Linked DNA regions of Pan troglodytes: region 2 is linked to region 1. A link is a contact called in public Hi-C data. All regions are on one chromosome and are shown on one strand. The core of a region is the stretch at or near the end of the contact, and the rest is flanking DNA. Distances in the headings are between cores, read along the strand shown. Region 1 overlaps CDIP1 (cell death inducing p53 target 1). Region 2 overlaps C16H16orf96 (chromosome 16 C16orf96 homolog).

What was found. A called contact is a pair of places that touch in the nucleus more often than the background predicts.
Region 2: a contact with region 1 is called in a Hi-C map of induced pluripotent stem cells, with 2.2 times the contacts expected there. The contact joins two enhancer-like sites. A contact is called at or near these places in 4 of 7 Hi-C or Micro-C datasets (blood, induced pluripotent stem cells and stem cell-derived neural progenitor cells) and 1 of 1 other capture datasets (stem cell-derived neural stem cells).

What each region holds. Positions count from the first base shown.
Region 1 is chr18:7,157,054-7,163,806 of NHGRI_mPanTro3-v2.0_pri, reverse strand. CDIP1 (cell death inducing p53 target 1) reads left to right here. Exons shown (of 6, transcript NM_001243097.3): 2 at 1-28; 3 at 459-557; 4 at 752-907; 5 at 1,539-1,812; 6 at 1,920-3,927. The coding sequence starts at 473. The coding sequence ends at 2,031. HMOX2 (heme oxygenase 2) reads right to left here. Exons shown (of 6, transcript XM_001168788.7): 4 at 6,405-6,753; 5 at 5,059-5,185; 6 at 4,695-4,968. The coding sequence ends at 4,841. Among named protein-coding and RNA genes, the nearest start is that of CDIP1, 28 kb to the left of the region's middle. Within about 2 kb of position 2,921, at least 7 of the 24 cell types and tissues checked have an H3K27ac peak or open chromatin away from gene starts, as enhancers often do. A contact at or near this core is called in induced pluripotent stem cells, where this site is marked.
Region 2 is chr18:7,216,286-7,223,038 of NHGRI_mPanTro3-v2.0_pri, reverse strand. C16H16orf96 (chromosome 16 C16orf96 homolog) reads right to left here. Exons shown (of 17, transcript XM_009430227.5): 2 at 2,580-2,684. Among named protein-coding and RNA genes, the nearest start is that of C16H16orf96, 14 kb to the right of the region's middle. Within about 2 kb of position 3,333, at least 2 of the 24 cell types and tissues checked have an H3K27ac peak or open chromatin away from gene starts, as enhancers often do. A contact at or near this core is called in induced pluripotent stem cells, where this site is marked.

The DNA of each region.
Region 1 (6,753 bases), core at 1,672-4,171:
TCCCTTCTCTGGGTAGCACGGATTTGAGGTAAGAAATCCCCCAGAATCCCCATTCCCAGTGCAGCCTGTGGCAGAGATCGATCCAGTGTCTCCTCCGACTGCCTTAGTGCCCGCTAAACGTTTGGGGAGGGGAGAGCTCGGTGCCAAACTGCTCTCGTGTGGGGCAATTGCTGAGTTAGGCTCCTTGGGGGACTTTACCTCACTGGGCCCTGCTTCCTGGGTTCTGTCCTTGCCCTCCAGCTTCCAAACAGGGAAGAGCAGGTGACTACTGAGAGGTGAGGATGGTGGCTCTGGGCTAGGTGGCCCTGGGAAAGGTGGGGGATCCCCAGTGCCTGGAGGCAGACCCTTCTGAGGATGGTCACACGCCTTGTGCAGCATCTTGGCCACCCCCCAGGGCTGAAGGAGAAGGAACCTGGCTGGGAGCTTAGTTCATGTCTGGGTTTTCCCTCCATGTCCAGGAGAAGCAGCGAAGATGTCCAACGAGCCTCCCCCTCCTTATCCTGGGGGCCCCACAGCCCCACTTCTGGAAGAGAAAAGTGGAGCCCCGCCCACCCCAGGTAGGGGGTCACTGTTCCTGAGGCTCCATATTGCAGCCCCCTGCCCCCATGGCATGGTTGGGACTCTCTAAGTGGTGATGCCCACTCCAGGGTTACCCCTGGGCTCCATCTGTGTCCCAAAACAGTGGCCTCTGGTCCAGCTCATCGTGCAGAGGCTCCAGCTCAGTCTCCTCTTTCTGCCTCTCTCTGTCCAGGCCGTTCCTCCCCAGCTGTGATGCAGCCCCCTCCAGGCATGCCACTGCCCCCTGCGGACATTGGCCCCCCACCCTATGAGCCGCCGGGTCACCCAATGCCCCAGCCTGGCTTCATCCCCCCACACATGAGTGCAGATGGCACCTACATGCCTCCGGGTGAGTGGGGAAGGGATCTGAGGGGAGCATGGGGAACTCCTGGCTGCTGTCTGGCCTGCGCTGGCTGTCCTCAGTACAGGTGGGCATCTGCTGTAGGGCAGGGACTCCAACACGCCCAACCAGCCCTTGCCTAGGGCTCAGGCTGTGTGTGGACAGGGACTGTGGACGTGGGAAGGTGGGACTGCTCTTATTCAGGCTGGTCAGGAAGGGCTGGTCCTTGGCACACCAGGACCTGACATGGGTGGGGAGGGGCGCCTTGTGTGCAGCAGAGGGGTGGGTGACCCGCAAGGCTTTCCCTCCCTTGGTCATGGGCTTGAGGCTGAGTGCCCTGTCCTTGCATGCTGGAGACAGACAGAGGAGCAGAGGGACCGGGCCATGTGCCTGGCTCTCTGCCACATCTGTCATGGGCCCCAAGGGGTGGGGACCAGGAAGGGCTGGGAGAATGTGGCCCCACTTGACTTAGGGCCCCAGCTGTAAGGCCTCCCACTGGCCCATTAGGAGGGCGGTAGGAAGTCTGAGGCGTAGCCTTGCACGCTGGGCGCTGTGGACCGTGGGGCTTTGCGCCAATCTCTTTGTCTGGTGCAGGTGGCAGGCCAGTGACCTCTCGCCTCCATCTTCTGTGCCATTCCAGGTTTCTACCCTCCTCCAGGCCCCCACCCACCCATGGGCTACTACCCCCCAGGGCCCTACACGCCAGGGCCCTACCCTGGCCCTGGGGGCCACACAGCCACAGTCCTGGTCCCTTCAGGAGCTGCCACCACGGTGACAGTGCTGCAGGGAGAGATCTTTGAGGGAGCGCCTGTGCAGACGGTGTGTCCCCACTGCCAGCAGGCCATCACCACCAAGATCTCCTACGAGATTGGCTTGATGAATTTCGTGCTGGGTTTCTTCTGTTGCTTCATGGGGTAGGTGGTGTGGGCATTGGTAGGGTGGGGGCTGCACCAGGGTCAACTGGCTGCCTCTGCCTCCTCCGCAGCAGGCCTCAGCCTGTTCTTCCCTGTCTCTGATTCAGATGTGATCTGGGCTGCTGCCTGATCCCCTGCCTCATCAATGACTTCAAGGATGTGACGCACACATGCCCCAGCTGCAAAGCCTACATCTACACGTACAAGCGCCTGTGCTAACGGAGCTGGGACTCGGGACTCCCCTGCCTGTCAGTCTGGCCCCCTGTGCTTTGCTCCCTGCGCTCAGTGGTCACTTTCCCGCTCCCACTTGGGGCTGGGAGCCGTGCCACCATCCCCTAGAAGTCCTGTCCTCTTCACCCTGCCCTACCTGAGCAGCTGACTCTTCTGGCAAAAATTCTGTTGGGATTTAAGGCCAAGGGTCAGTGGGTGGCAGGGGGCTGGCAATGAGCTTGTGTGTTGTTGGTCTGCTTGGTGTGTGTGATCGGGAAGATAAGCTGGGAGGGGTCTCCTGCTGGGGTCCTGATTCCTCTGTTTCCAAACAAGGTACAGGTTCAGTCCAGACTCTTTCCCCCTGGGACCAACAGCAGCCAGAGCAGTAGCCAGTTAGTCCCCAGGCCTGTGGCCACAGGCGTTTCTGACCTGCTGGGCCGAGAATGGGTAAGTTGTCTGGAGTCAGGTGGGCCCACGTAGGACAGGGTCACAAAGCCTGGGTTTGTTTCTGGGTACATTGCGCCTCTGGGGTGCTAGAGGTGGGGCATGGTGGCTGGAAGTAAAACTGCCAACTCTGGCCCTCAGAACTCTCAGGTATAGAAGCCCAGGATGTCTAATACCCTGTCCCAGTGCCCGAGAGCTGCCTGGTGTCAGGTAGAGAGGACACTGTACCTGGGTGAATGATCAGACCCTGGTAGCTAAGAAGGAACTTGTCCCTTTGAGTCAGTGTGCAGACCCCCTTTCAGGCCATGCCTCTGTGAACCCTGTATTGCTGGGGCCGGAAGGAGCCCCTGAGCCTAGCCCCTTCCCGTCTGCCCTGTGTCCTCACTGCGTGTGGGTATGACCTCTGCCTGGTGGCTGGTGTGTCCCAACTGGGCAAGAGATGGCAGAGGGTCCCCCTTGTGGGTGCGCTTGGATGTGCAGAGCCTTCTCCATGGATTTTCTTCCCTGTAAGTGCCAGGCCCCTCGCCCCAGCTGACAGGCTGTTGCTGTGCCTGCTCACACCTGCTCCTGCAGGCACACTGGGCTAGGGACGAGGAAGGAGCAGCCACAAGTGGTAGAACTGCCTTGGTGGACACCAGCCTCGCCCTGTCTTTATTTCCTGAATGGTTTGTGAACTTGCTCACCTGGACCGCTGTATCCTGCCACTGTCCTTCCTGGTCTCGCACTGCCACTGCATGGCCTCCTGTCACTGTGAATCGTGGCCCAGTCTCAGTTTGTAGTTTCTCATTAAATTGGCCCTTTCACTCCCCCGCCCTGGGCCTCTGCTCTCTTGCCTGGCTTCCTTCTTTTTTGAGGGAAAGAGGGTGGGGCTGCAGGCAGTCTACTGGCAGGACGGGAGGCTGAGTCCTCAGGGTCTCACACCCTCAGTGCTGATGCCATGCCAACTGCCTGGGACAACACCAACACGTAAGGACCTAATTAAACGAAACCAGAGTCGGGTGTAGACCAGCCCTGGGATTTCCAGCTGTGACTGGGCCAGGGCACACGTTGGTCTCGGCAGTGGCTGTAAGGTCACCTTCCTTCCTCTGATGCTGGTTTCAACCATCTATATATGGCATCCACGCATGGGATCTGCAAGCTGGAGCCCTCCTACCCGCAGGCTTGAGCACAGCATCATCCAGCCCTGGGGAGGCGCACCCTTAAGCAAGACAGACTCGGCCGAGGCTGACAGGCAGAAGACTAACAGAGCGCAGTCTGCACACGCAGGTTCTGGGCCACCTCTGGCCCTGGCCATCTCTGCACTAACTCATCTGAATTATGAAGGTGGCAGTCTTGGTCAGTAGTTTAAAGAGTTTCCCTACTTTTTAACCCTTTTTGAAATAAAACTTTTACAGGTAGTAGATTCCTATTAATAAAATTATTTAAGTTCACGTTTCTCTTTTAGAGAATGAATTGTTTAAATACAAATATGTGCTTTTTTAAAACCCTTATTTTTAAATATATATATATATTTTAAAAAAACCTTTTAAGTAGGAAACCTCTAAGGTATTTCTGAGCTAAAAAATAGCAGTGCTGGATACACTTTAAAGATCTTTGCAAGACGGTTAGAGTGACTTTGCTTTGGAGACTAGAGGTGCTGGAGAGTAGACCAAGAGCAGGAGGTGGCTGCTGGGAGCCATGATGGACGATGTCCACTCCCCACACAGACATAACATGCCCTTGCTTCTGAGGGACTCTCCTATGGGGAGGTGGCTTGACCCACCCGGTGCCAGGAGGCAGGGAAGGAGGTAGCTTGCAAAGCCCACTATTGAGTGCTGGAGCATTTACACAGCGCGGAGGAGATAAGCTGGGGCTGAGCAAACCGCACCCAAGGGGTTAGAGGGATTCTGGGTGAGAGGGATGAGCTCCCAAGGCCTCTGAGGCTTCCACCCACACCCACCCTCACTCCCAGGGTCCAAGAGAGGACCAGAAGTTGTACAGCAGCATCCAGCAAGGCCCCCTCCCACAGCTTGGGCTTACAGGCCACTCACCTCCAACAGGGGAGATAGTCACCCATGTACTGCAAAAACGGGGACTACCGGAAGCAGCCTAGGGCCCAGAAGTGTGGAAGCCTGGAGTAGAGCTGGGTCGGGGGCCAGGCCTGCTGCACTGTGCCGACTGCTCCCAGGGTGACAGCCTGTGCCCAGTGCGGAATATGGCCCATAGAGAGGATGCTGTCAGGCAGAGGCTCTAGCATCTGGCTTTTATTGGTTGCCTTTCTTAAACCCAGCATTTTTTAAAAAGTCACCTGAGGTGGTAGTTTAGTCAGGGCTGGAGAAAGGGGTAGGCCAGTGGTCAGTCGGGAGGAGGGTACCGGTGTGGCATGATGGGTCCTTCACATGTAGTACCAGGCCAAGAGTCCAGCAGCTAGGGCCACACCAGCGGCCAGGATGAACTGGAGGCTGGGCTTCCTCAGCACAGCCATAGCTGTTCGGAAGGGACAGCTGCTGCCCTCCAGGGCACCTGTGTGGCAGCACCAATAGGAGACATGGCATCAGTGGAGTCTCCTGCTACACCTTCCCCAGGAGGGGAGGTCAGGACACACAGACCTACCTTTGTCTTGTTCAGCAGCGTAGAAAGGGCATTTACGCATGTCTCCTTTCCCATCGTGTACAGGGAACCCATCCTCCAAGGTCTCTCTGGCCAGTGTGGAGCCGGCCTGGTCCAGTTCATTGAATATCTGCAGGAGCAGAGGATCGACTGAGCCATCTCTGGGCTGCCCATACTTTTTTTTTTTTTTTAAATGTCTTTTGAGATGAGGTCTCTGTTGCCCAGGCTGGAGTGCAGTGTTATGAACATGGCTAACTCACTGCAGCCTCAAACTCCTAGGCTCAAGTGGTCCTCCCACCTTATCCTCCTACGTGTGTGTACCACCATACCTGGCTAATTTTTAAATTTTGTGGGGAGATGGTGTCTCACCTTGGTTGCCCAGGCTGGTCTTCAACTCCTGGGGTCAAGTAATCCCCCTGCCTCAGCCTCCCAAAGTGCTGGGATTACAGGCATGAGCTACTGCGCCTGGCTACACTCTCCTTTTAGAGGACGCCCTCCAGAGAGAGAGAGCTGGAGCAGGTGAGCTTGCTCAGGTGTGCCAACTACACAGCAAGCAGCACTGGTGGGCGGCAGCTGCACTGCCTGATGCTCCTCCCTCCCTAGCATGAGCTCTGGGGAGGTGTGGATGTTGGTACCCCAAGAAGGCTGCCAAATGCTGGGTCTCCCCTGGGAACTGACCAGAGATGTACCCCCATGCCTAGCCTTCTCTGAGGTGGCTCAAGCCACTGAAACTACCACAGCACGGACAGGAGGGCATGAGTACATCCCCATTTCTAGGTGCTGGTTATTTTTTTATCAAGAAGCAACAGAAAACCTGGAACATGGGAGAATGAGACTGTGGCAGGGCATACTCATCCTGAGTGCCCTGGGAGGCCTCAGTAGAAGCTGACAGGACCTGGGGACAGAGTAAGCTTCCCCAGGTTCAGCCTCATCTAAAGGCTACTTGTAAACAGAGCTTATTTACTCTCCTTGGTGGCACTGGCTCTCTATTAACTTATAAAGCAGGGCTTTTCAGAGCAAAACTTGAAAAGAAAATTAACCATTCTTCAAGACCAGCATCCTGCAATGAGGGAGGAAGCCAGCTCCATTCTTCCAGACCCCTCTATGTGCGAGAGGACTTACCCTTCCCAAAACACTACCCACTGGCATCTATCACACCAGGCCTCCATGCTGGGAACCACCCACTGGGCCCACAAGCTATGGTGGCCAATCTGGTGGCCACCTTCCTCTCGGCACCCTGCAGCTCATCTGTCCTAATGCCATGTGTGCCTTCCTGGGCCACTATGGATCTGCTACCACTGTCAAAGTTTCCCTCTTCAGCCCTAGCAGCTGGCAGCCCCCAGTAGTACCTGCATGTTATACTCAAAAGCCTTGTTGGCCTCCTCCACGATCCTCTCTTTGGTCTTCATGTTCAGGTCCAGGGCGTTCATCCTGGCCCGGTAGAGCTGCTTGAACTGCTGGGCATTGTCCACATTCTCAAACAGGTAGAACTGGGTCCCTTCCCCTGTGCTGGGGAGTTTCAGTGCTCGCTGGGCCACCTTCTTCAGCACCTGGCCCCCCGAGAGATCCCCCATGTAGCGGGTGTATGCATGGGCCACCAGTAGCTCCGGCTCGTTCTGCCCTATGTAGTGGATCCGCTCCACATACTTTTGGGCAGCCTTGGGGCACTGCACCTGCTCCTCCCAGTTTTCACCAAAG
Region 2 (6,753 bases), core at 2,084-4,583, 59 kb before region 1:
AAGTAAATAAATAAATAAATAAATAAAATTTCAACAGGTTTCTGTACTGCAGGACTTCCCAGAGCCTTGAATGAGCAAAAGCACATTAAGAATCTCCAAGAGGGCCGGGCACAGTGGCTCACGCCTGTAATCCCAGCACTTTGGGATGCTGAGGCGGGTGGATCACGAGTTCAGGAGTTCGGGACCAGCCTGACCAATGTGGTGAAGCCCCCACCTCCACTAAAAACACAAAAATTAGCTAGGCGTGGTGGCTTGCACCTGTAATCCCAGCTACTCAGGAGGCTGAGGCAGGAGAATCACTTGAACCAGGGAGGCAGAGGTTGCAGTGAGCTGAGATCGTGCCACTGCACTCCAGCCTGGGTGACAGAGAGAGACTCCGTCTCAAAAAGAATACAAAACAAAACAACAACAAAAAAAACACCTCCAAGAGACAGGCCAATAAGGCATTGTTTTTCTTTTCTTTTTTCTTTTTTTTTTTTTTTTGAGACAGAGTCTCACTCTGTTGCCCAGGCTGGAGTGCAGTGGCGTGATCTCGGCTCACTGCAAGCTCCACCTCCCAGGTTCACACCATTCTCCTGCCTCAGCCTCCTGAGTAACTGGGACTACAGGTACCTGCCACCACATCCAGCTAATTTTTTGTATTTTTAGTAGAGATGGGGTTTCACCGTGTTAGCGAGGATGGTCTCGATCTCCTGACCTTGTGATCTGCCCACCTCAGCCTCCCAAAATGCTGAGATTACAGGCGTGAACCACCACGCCACCCCTCCGACCCCACCTTTTTTTTTTTTTTTTTTTTGAGACGGAGTCTTGCTCTGTCACCCAGGCTGGAGTGCAGTGGCTCAATCTTGGCTCACTACAATCTCCACCTCCTGGGTTCAAGTGATTCTCGTGCCTCAGCCTCCTGAGTAGCTGGGGTTACAGGTGCCTGCAACCATACCCAGCTAATTTTTGTATTTTTAGTGGAGACGGGGGTTTTACCATGTTGGCCAGGCTGGTCTCGAACTCCTGACCTCAGGTGATCCGCCTGCTTTGGCTTCCCAAAGTGCTGGGATTACAGGCGTGAGACACCAGGCCCCGCTGAGAAGGCATGGTTTCTCCAACAGCTTTGTCTAAGGGGCCCTTTTGAGTAGCTCATGATGCAGCTTTTAACAGCGTTCTTTCTGCTTAGATGGGAGCCATCCAGCCCATGCCTGAAGCTCCCACAGTTGCCATGATGATCAAATACAGGCCCTGATCTGTGAAGCCGGGATGGTACAGAAAATTACACTATTTGGGGGAAGTTGTTAAACCTGGGGGTGTGGAGAGCTGGCTTCAGACCCCAGCTGTGACTCATCAGTTGTGACGGGGACAGCTGCCTCATGTCTCAGGGACTCCATGTCCTTCCATGCATGGTAGGGTGTTAGAAAATACTTGGCTGATGGTTTTTGGCTACAGAAGTACAGAAGGAGCTTGTATGTACGCCTGCACTATTATGATTATTCCACTTTCCATGTGGACAGAGCTTTCCAGAAGGGGAAGAGGTTTTCTTTTTGCTAGGTTGGTGGAATATAAGTCTGCTGTTGCCAAGACTTGAGGAGCACCTGCCTGAGAATGAAGCCAACTGGGAGGAAAGTTTCACTGAGAAACGTCAGTATTGCCGGATGTGGTGGCTCACGCCTGTAATCCTGGCACTTTGGGAGGCTGAGGCGGGCGGATCAAGAGGTCAGGAGATTGAGACCATCCTGGCTAACATGGTGAAACCCCATCTCTACTAAAAATACAAAAAAAATTAGCCGGGCATGGGGGCGGGCGCCTGTAGTCCCAGCTACTCGGGAGGCTGAGACAGGAGAATGGCGTGAACCCGGGAGACAGAGCTTGCAGTGAGCCAAGATCGTGCCACTGCACTCCAGCCTGGGCAACAGAGCGAGACTCCATCTCAAAAAAAAAAAAAAAAAGAAATATAAGTATTGCATGAGTACCTAGATCTGGCCGTCCCCGGACCTTTTAGTAAATGAGACAATAAATCCCTTATTTTGCCTAATCCAGGATGAACGTGATTTCTGTCACTTACAACTAACATGTTAATACACTGGGGTAGAAAGCATGGAGGGGTCGGCCAGGTATGGTGGCTCACACCTGTAATCCCAGCACTTTGGGAGGCTGAGGTGGGTGGATCACGAGGTCAGAAGTTCGAGACCAGCCTGGCCAACAAGATGAACCCCTGTCTCTACTAAAAATACAAAAATTACCCAGATGTGGTGGTGCGTGCCTGTAATCCCAGCTACTCGGGAAGCTCAGGCAGGAGAATCACTTGAACCCGGGAGGCAGAGGTTGCCGTGAGCCAAGATCATGCCATTGCACTCCAGCCTGGGCAACAGAGTGAGACTCTGTCTTAAAAAAAAAAAAAAAAAACAAACAAACAAAGCATGGAGGGGTCACAGAGAAGTCGGTGGCACTGGCCAATTGGAGGGTCCACATGAGCACACCCTCACAGCTGCACTCTTGGCCTAACAGTAAGCTTCCTAGATTTTCCTCATTGCTCCAACCCCCAGAGGCCTGAGCAACGCAGCTGGCATGGAGGATGCTGGGGGAGGGCCTACCTTGTCAAGCATGTTCTTCAGCATGTCCACTTCTTTCCTGAGGGCTGTGATGGTGACCTGGAGTGCATGAAGATCAGTGAGCAAGTCCTGCAGGGTCTGCATTGACTGCAAAAGAGGAGAAAATGTGAAGCCGAGTATGGCTGGGGGAGAAGGTAAGTGAAGTACAGAAGCTTTCTGATGATAGCCGTTGTTCAAGAGGTCCTCTTGGCTCTCCCAAGGCCTAGACTGGAACCTACAAGGGGACCAGGAGATGCTACTAAAGTCAACAGTGCTCTGATCTCCAAGTGGCCTGGATGAGAAGGAGGCAACTCTGTATTTGAATATATCCAGAAACCAGGAGTTACTCGTCATGAAGCATCTCACGCCCTTTCTTCTATGATAGATGTCAGCCAGGGAGGAAGCACAGCCCATCCCTGGGTAGGAGCCACTGGAGGATCAGGAGCAGGAGAGACAGGGTTGCATTTACTTTTTGTTTCTAAGATGGAGTCTCACTCTGTGGCTCAGGCTGGAGTGCAGTGGCGCGATCTCAGCTTACTGTAACCTCCACCTCCTGGGCTCAAGTGATTCTCCTGCCTCAGCCTCCCAAGGAGCTGAGACCGCAGGTGTGCATCACCACGCCCAGCTAATTTTTTTTGTTTTTGTTTTTGTTTTTGTTTGGTAGAGATGGGGTTTCACCACGTTGCTCAGGCGAGTCTCGAATTCCTGAGCTCAAGCAATCTGCCCGCGTCATCCTCCCAAAGTGCCACAGCACCCGGTCTGTATTTACATTTTAAAGGATCTCTCGGGCTCCTGTGGAGCCTGGCTCTGGAGGGCAAAAGGGGAAGCAGCCTGCCTGCAGAAATGATTGCTTGCTGTAGGGAGAAATCCTCACACATCTGGTGTCAGAAGTGTGTTGCGAGCTTGGCGCGGTGGCTCATGCCTATAATCCCAGCACTTTGGGAGACCAAGTCAGGCAGAACATGAGGCCAGGAGTTTGATATCAGTCTGGCCAACACGGTGAAACCCTGTTTCTACTAAAAATACAAAAAAACTTAGCAGTTCCTGATGTTGCGTGCCTGTAATCCCAGCTACTCAGGAGGATGGGGCAGGAGAATCACTTGAACCTGGGAGGCAGAGGCTGCAGTGAGCCAAGATCGCACCACTGCACTCCAGACTGGACAACGAAGTGAGTCTCTATCTAAAAAAAAAAAAGCGTGTTGTGAGAACAGTGTGAAAGAAACTGAGTTTTTTTCCACTCAGAGGGCCAAACTATCTGGAAGATATAATAATTATAAACATACATGCACTTAACAGAGCCCTTTATAAAATACCTGAAGGAAACACTGACAGAACTGAAAGTGTAACTGAAAAGCACGTTGGTTGCTCGCTGCATTGCAGGGTTCAGTTACCATGAGCAAGGTCTGGTACCAAAAAGAAAGTGAATTTATTCCGAAGCTAGCTTGGGGAAGGGGCACAAAGCGCCCTGGCTTTAAACGTGCCGCTTCACTTCTGGAGAAAAAGTGGGCACATTTAAGACGTAGGGGATACAGCCAGCAAGGGCAGGGGTCTCCTTTTGAGCGTGATGTCTTATCTACTGGGCAGCTGAGTTGGCACCTTCCTGGGAAGAAGCAAGTTGTAAAAGTGGCCATGGGCACGCTTTCAACATGTCCTCCTGGTGAGACTGAGCTCTCAGGCAATCCCTGGAGAGTGGAAGTTCCCAGGTGAAAATCCTATAAGGGGCGTGCTTTGGTCTCTAAATCTGTTTCTTAACTCTCCAGGAGTTACATGAACTTGCCCTGTAGGGAGTGACTGGTGAAGGAGGGGTCAAAGACTATCTTTGCCTTCTTTTTTTTTTTTTTTTGAGACAGAGTCTCACTCTGTCACCTAGGCAACCTTCACCTCCCGGGTTCAAGTGATTCTCCCACCTCACCCTCCCAAGTAGCTGGGACTACAGGGGCACGCCACCACGCCCTGCTAATGGGGTTTCACCATGTTGGCCAGGCTGATCTCAAACTCCTGACCTCAAGTGATCCACCCACCTCGGCCTCCCAGAGTGCTGGGATTACAGGCATGAGCCAACTCACCAAGCCTCTCTTTGCATTTCTAAAGGGCTAAGTAGGAAGTGGGGAGCAGTGGGGAAGGAGAAAGGAAGAGAAAATAATTTTTAAAATAAACTATCTTTTAGAAAAATGGGGGTACTCAGTTACAAAAGGAGAAATAGTTAATTAACAAGAATAGTTCGAGACTTCAATTTCCTATTTTCAGTAATGAATAGAATAACTAAGATAAGGAAGGTCCAGCATGGTGGCTCACACCTGTAATCCCAGCACTTTGGGAGGCTGAGGCCAGTGGATCTGAAGTTCAGGAGTTTAAGACCAGCCTGGCCAACATGGTGAAACCCCATCTCTACCAAAAATATAAAAATTAGCCAGGCGTGGTAGTGTTTGCCTGTAATCCCAGCTACTTGGGAGGCAGAGGTGGGAGGATCACTTGAACCCCGGAGGCAGAGGTTGCAGCAAGCCAAGATCATCCCACTGCTCTCCAGCCTGTGTGACTCCATCTAAGTAAGTCTCCATGGAGTAAGACTCCATCTCGAAAAAACAAAACCCGAGATAAAAAGAACAGTATCCTGGGTGCAGTGGCTCACATCTGTAATCCCAGCATTTTGGGGGGCTGAAGCAGGTGGATCACTTGAGCCCAGGAGTTCGAAACCAGCCTGGGCAACATAGCGGTCTCCCATCTCTACAAAAAAATACCAAAATTAGACAGGCGTGGTGGTGCATGCCTGTAGTCCCAGGTCCCTGGGAGGATGAGATGGGAGGATCATCCTAGCCCAGGAGGTTGAGGCTGAAGTGAGTTGTGATTGCACTACTGCCCCCCAGCTTGGGTGACAGAGTGAGACTCTGTCTCAAAAAAAAAAAAAAAAAAAAAATTAAAAAGAAAAGAAAAAGAAAAAAAGAAGAGTAAGAGGCTGGGTTCAGTGGCTTACACCTGTAATCCCAGCATTTTGGGTGGCTGCAGTGGAAGGATGGCTTGAGCCCAGGGGTTCCAGAGCAGCCTGGGCAACCAAGGGAGACCCTGTCACTATAAAATAAATAAAATTAACAAAACAAAAGGCCAGCAAGAAAAGAGAAGATTTGAACAATTGTATAAACCAACTAGACATAACAGATATCCACGGAATACCCCACTCGACAATGGTAGAATACATATTATTCTCAAATGCATATAGAACACTCTCCAGGGTAGACCATATGGTAAAGCCATAAAACAAGCCTTAACAAATTTCAAAAGGACTGAAATTATGCAAAATACATACTCTGACCACAATGGAATTAAATTAGAAAGCAACAGAAGAGGCCAGGTATGGTGGCTCATGCCTGTAATTCAGCACTTTGGGAGCTTGAGGCAGGAGTATCATTTGAGCTCAGGAGTTCCAGACCAGTCTGGGCAACATAGTGAGATCTCCTCTCTATAATTCAAAAATAAAATAAAAAAGTTCTTGGATTGCCAATGGCTCCCATAGACAGGGCTTAAAACAAACAAACAAACAAAAAACAAAAACAGGCTGGACGTGGTGGCTCACACCTGTAATCTCAGCACTTTGAGAGGCTACAGCAGGCAGATCATGAAGTCAGGAGATCGAGACCATCCTGGCCAACATGGTGAAACCCCATCTCTACTAAAAATACAAAAATTAGCTGGGTGTGGTGGTGCATGCCTGTAGTCCCAGCTACTCGGGAGGCTGAGGCAGGAGAACTGCTTGAACCCAGGAGCAGAGGTTGTAGTGAGCCAAGGTCACGCCATTGCACTCCATCCTGGTGACAGAGGAAGACTTCATCTCAAAAAAAAAAAAAAAAAAAAAAAAGGCAACAGAAGAAACTATTGAAAATTCACAAACATGTAAAAATTTAAAAAACATTCTACTAAATAACAAATATGTCAAAGAAGAAATCACAAGAGGAATATGTCAAAGAAGGCCGGGCGCGGTGGCTCACACCTGTAATCCCAGCACTTTGGGAGGCCGAGGTGGGCGGATGATGAGGTCAGGAGATCAAAACCATCCTGGCTAACACGGTGAAATCCCGTCTCTACTAAACATACAAAAAAAAATTAGCCGGGCGTGGTGGCAGGCACCTGTAGTCCCAGCTACTTGGGAGGCTGAGGCAGGAGAATGGCATGAACCCAGGAGGCG